Linked DNA regions of Danio rerio: region 1 is linked to region 2. Evidence: chromatin contacts called from public Hi-C data. All regions are on one chromosome and are shown on one strand. Each heading gives the region's core, a stretch centred on a gene start, on an enhancer-like site or on the middle of the called end of the contact. The rest is flanking DNA. Distances are from core to core; before and after follow the strand shown. Region 1 holds the start of buc2l (bucky ball 2-like). Region 2 holds the start of klhl11 (kelch-like family member 11).

Region 1 (2,700 bases), core at 95-2,594, 180 kb before region 2:
AAAACCACCAAAATACAAAGCACTAAGTATTTAGATGAAAAATACCTTAATAACTTGTATCAGCCCTATCAAATACAACTGACAAAATATTCTATACTTGAAATGCATATTTGAAATGTATGAAAAATACAGCCCATCTCTGCCTAGGCGTCATTACTTATCTGCAGTCAAAATAGCTGATAGCTCAAAGCCATTTTGTTGGCTTTGCTAGAGCATTTTCAGTGCTGAAAGTATCTAAATTGGATAAAAGTATTTTTTGTTATGTTTTATTTGGACAAATTACATTTAGTTTCTTATCCATTTCATTCTTGGTATGAATATAAATAGTTTAATAAAATAAATTTTGTTAAATATGTGAGATTATATACTTTTTAAATATCATATCAGAGAAAAGGTAAGATGTTATATGAAAACACGGCTTGAAGCTAACACATCATTCAGAAATTGTAAGATTGTAAAGATATAAACAGAAAGATGCTAACACAGGATTTAAAAAGCCTTTTCTGTTGTTATGTTTTGTATTAAATTGTAACGGTCATTTTAATCATTATAGGCTACTGTATGTTTTGACCCTCCCCAAGAGATTAAATAAAATAGTTAATTCATTTTAAGACAGGAATTCACGCATCTACATCACATTTAAAAGGAAACAAATAGACTGTCTAACGTTTGAGTGAAGGCAAAGAGCTTAGAATGTGATTCTAATAAGCTCTTTGAGTTATCTTATATTTCATTTTAGCCATTTCAATAAAAGCATTTTTCGGTAGATGGCAGCATTTTCCCACTAATTTACAGCGCATTATGCCCATGAGCGAAATTTAAATAGACCTACCCTTAAAAATTCCTTAAAGTTATTAACTTTGCATTAATTTACATTAAAACCTTTTGAATAAAGTATAAAAAAAAACTAGTGATTAAATTTAGTTTTAATTGATTTACTCTTTTTAAACCCATATTTGACAAATAGGCCTACATGTATCAAAACAGCTACTAGCTGTAGTAAATAGTGTACGCACGTTTACAACTCTTGGTTAATTTACTATACTGAATCTATGTTATCATAAACGGATAAACTACTTATGTAGTAGTAGGCTACTCTTAGGTTTTACTTGCGTCACGTTTAATTAAAAACACACTTCCGCAAAGGATACATCCCTGCTCATCACTACTGAAAAAGCCTCTCTCTAGACAGCAGAGGTTGATGTCTTGTAGAGTTGATGACCCGCTTTTTGGGTCGCAGTCGGAGGAGCTAGGTAATGAGGAAGCATAGCCCATTGAGAGCGGGACTGTCTGATCAGGTGCTGCCTTTACGTTGATTAACACTAATTGCATGCCATTCAATTAACTGATCTAGTTGGACATGGTTTTTCCTATCGCTCACAACACACTCCTGATTTACACTTTAGGAAAGCTGTGAATTAGTTTTTGTTTGAGGTCTTGTTGGTTTGTGAATTTTGTTGAGAAATTCAAGGTAAGCACAAACCTTTAAAACACTTTACTCTAAAATAAAATCTTTAATAAATAATAAATTTGCTTACAATAAGCATTAGATCAGGTGAAGACAATTTGTAAAGTGTGAAAATACTTAGTATAGTAATAATGATCAAGTAAAATATCGCTCCTAAACAAAACTAAAATACGCTTAAGGTGTTTTTTTTTATTCTTCTTCATTGCTTTGCAACAATTCTGTCTAAATGACTAAAACCCTCACTTGTTATGTTCTGCTTTAGGGATGGCTGCTATATCTACTCATGAACCCATTGGTGGTTTGTCAGGCGTTCTTAGTGAACCACTGCATGCACAGGCCCCTCTATGCGCTGGTCCTCTGCCCTCCAGAATACTACACCCAGATGAGCAGCTTCAGCTAAACCAGCAATTTTATGTTCCCACTGTTCAGCCTTTCATGCCCTATCAGTTTCCTACATCATCTCTATGTGTGCCATACAGTGGATTTCATGGCTTAGGTATTTTGCTTGGCTTGTGCTTTTTTTTTTTTTTTCATCTTTTTTCATTTTACTAAATGCTGTTTGGACTGTTGCTAGAGATTGACATAATTTTTATTTTATTTATGCTTGTTTGTTTACCTAATGAACTGCAATTGTTCTACAATATTTCCACAAGTACATGTATAACATGATGTGCTATATTTAGTGATAAATTCTATTGTTGGCCTTTGTGTCAATGGTTTACCTCATTTATGCAGGAGGAGTAACCCAAATTTAAATTATTTAAAATGCAAATTAACCAGAAGATGAGACCATCTTATTTTTTGGAATTTGACTTGGTACCTAGAGAAACAGAATATTGAATCAGAAAACCATGGCATGGCTTGCTTTTTCAACTGTGAACTGAATGGATCCAGTAAAGTAGGCATTTCGTTTAGGAAGATTGGAAAAGTTATTACAACCTAACAGACACCTCTTCTACATTTTTGTTTGTTGTCAAAACTGACAGTTGGAGGGTCGTGGTTAAGCCCAAAGACATGTAACCTGACATTTGCAAAAAGTGCATTTATAGTTATCAATTAAAGCTTAAAGGGCAAACTTTTTTTTCTTCTTTTAAATGATCTGTACAGATGAATTGTTATCTACAAAACTAGCAATGTAAACTAACAAATAAAATAAAACTAACCATATAATTGTAAGCATTAAGTTTGTAGCATTCAGTGTAATAATGATTTGGAAGAAATCTGTGGTTGTC
Region 2 (2,700 bases), core at 125-2,624:
GCGGTGGTGACCCCAGATTAATAAAGGGACTAAGCTGAAAAGAAAATGAATAAATGAATGAAAGAATAAATAACATGAAAGAATTTTATTTTTAAATCCTTTATAATTACAATCCCTGTATTTCTTTACTATGTAAACAATTCTTCACAATACACATACTTTAATTCTAATCTTAAAAAACAATAACACATTTATTCTTCGAATGCAATTGTGTAGAAAATCTTTGGGCAGAAGTATCTTGGCTTGTCTTCTCAGCTTACAAAACTTTTTTGATTTTAAGACAATTAATCTATTGTTTTTGATTTGGGAGTCAGACTGTAAGGAAGTGGACAATGTTGACTTTTTTTTACTCTTTGTGGCCTTTTCCATCTTCATAGATGTAGAGTCATTGAGTGTATGCCTAATTTTAGAATGTTTTGCATCGATTTGAAACTTCATTATGAATCTGGCTATTGTTAAATAAGAAACCAACTGTGCTGTTGAAAAAATAGTATAGCTATAAGCCTTACTTTTAAACGATCACATCCCTTTTGATACGCCTATATATTTATATATTTGAATAATTTACTTATATTGTAAGATATTTACGGTTAAAGTCAGAATTAGTAAACCCTTTGAATTATTATAATTTCTGTTTAACACAGACAAGATTTTTTCAACACATCTCTAAACATAATAGTTTTAATAACTCATTTCTAACAACTGAATTATTTGATGTTTTCCATGATGACAGTAATTATTATATATTTTTAAGACCCTTCTATTCAGTTTAAAGTTACATTTAATGGCTTAACTAGGTTAATTAATTTAACTAGAAAGGATAGGGTAATTAGGCAAGTTATTGTAATGGTTTGTTCTGTAGACTATTGAAAAAATATATAGCTTAAAGGGGCTAAACATTTTTACCCTAAATGTTTTTTATTATTATTAAAAAACTGCTTTTATTCTAGCTGAAATAAAACAAACAAGACTTTTTCTAGAAGAAAAAATTATATCAGACATACTGTGAAAATTTCCTTGCCCTGTTAAACGTCAATTGGTAAATATTTAAATAAGAAAAAATGGGGGTTAATAGTTCTGATTTTAATACTATGTTTAACTTATTTTGATTTATTTTCTTTTAATTTCATTTTTTCTTTAAGTATTAGTTATTCTTTCATGTATTGTTTTTTTTATATTTTGTTATGTAACTAGCTATACAATAAATATGTATTAATTTGTATTCAAGTCACATAATATTAGCACAAATTGCATGTTTTACGTATGCCCTGTTTCTAATGTTAAAAAATAAATAAATAAACCTTCTCGGATCAGCTGTTCACGCCTCACGTCAGTTCCTGTAACGTCAAAACGACTCCTGCGTTGCATGCTGTGTGTGCGCATGTGCGTGTTGTTCAGCTCTGTTTATGTTGGAGTGTGTGTGTTTGAGTGTGCTCCACCACCTCAACATACTGCGCACTTTACGAACCGAGAGCGCGGACACCGAGATGGCCGCAGCCGCTCCGAACCCGGAGGACGCCAGCCGAAACAGCAGCAGTCCAAGTACGCCGAGTGCTCTAATGGGAGACGGAGAGTCCGAGGAGGCCGAGGAGTTCGCCTCCGCTACTCACTGCTCGGAGCTCTCCCGGCGGCAGAATGAACAGCGGAAGCTCGGGCTCTTCTGTGATGTGACACTTGCGTTCAGCAGTGCTCCGGGAGCAGCAAACAACTTCGAATTCAACGCTCACCGCTCGGTCTTAGCAGCAGCCACAGATTACTTCACCCCTCTACTCGGGGGACAGTTTTCGGAGTCGGTGACGCGACGGGTGGAGATGAAGGAGTGGAGCAGCGAGGCAGGCCTCGATCAGGAGACGGTGGAGAGCGTCATACAGTTCATGTACACGGGCGAGATCCGAGTGAGCACCGCCAATGTTCACGAAGTGTTGGAGCTCGCGGACAGGTGAGGGATCATTAGGATGTGTCAAAACTCGGCGAGCTGCCTAACTTAATAAGACAACATTGGTATGTTTGGTCACTATACGTTACTCTCTGGACATCATATTAGGCGTAGTGTAGCGCATTTAGGCATCACCGACACCTTCAGAACAAGCAGCGTTTTGGCGTCGTTACTGCTTGCGGCATTTGTAGTATTATAGGCGGCGTTTGCAGCATTCGGGGTAAAGCTATCAAAAAATCTATTTCAGGTACGCAGCATTTGTTCAACATGGGCATATTCGAAAGCCCCGTCTACAAGTAAAATACATTTTAAATATGTATTTTTCCATGTTTTAGCTAATGCAGTGTAGTTCCACTGTATTCCCATTATTTTTTTAATATTTGTAATTTTACACAAATGTTTATAATGTTTGTTCACTTATTCATATGGATTGTGATTGAGGTCAAAAAGTTGCATAGCGTGAAATGAATATCTACAAATCCAGTGATTTAGTCTTTTGCCTGAATGTTATCACATGACATGTTAGAATATTTCATAACTGTTAACAAATGTCAGTGGTATATCTAAAAATGAATCTCGAATATTAGTTTGCAAAATGTAAATTGGTGATATTAAAATTTTATAGACAAATTTTAAAACTGATTATATGGCACTTATTTTAACAACACATGGGTAGTGCATCAAGAAACATTTTACTTTTTGTGTTTATAGAATGTAATTTTTTTGTAGCCCCTCGGTCATCTGCTGTTTATCAAAATAATTAG

What was found. A called contact is a pair of places that touch in the nucleus more often than the background predicts.
Region 1: a contact with region 2 is called in a Hi-C map of hematopoietic stem cells, with 2.2 times the contacts expected there. The contact joins the promoter of buc2l here to the promoter of klhl11 in region 2. A contact is called at or near these places in 2 of 18 Hi-C or Micro-C datasets (caudal fin and hematopoietic stem cells) and 1 of 4 datasets of contacts at active chromatin or transcription factors (embryo).

Annotation. Positions count from the first base shown.
Region 1 is chr12:14,716,748-14,719,447 of GRCz12tu, reverse strand. buc2l (bucky ball 2-like) reads left to right here and starts at 1,344. Exons shown (of 5, transcript XR_012387889.1): 1 at 1,344-1,471; 2 at 1,731-1,964.
Region 2 is chr12:14,538,411-14,541,110 of GRCz12tu, reverse strand. klhl11 (kelch-like family member 11) reads left to right here and starts at 1,374. Exons shown (of 2, transcript NM_199783.2): 1 at 1,374-1,939. The coding sequence starts at 1,488. All of the region lies in intron 22 of aclyb (ATP citrate lyase b), which reads left to right.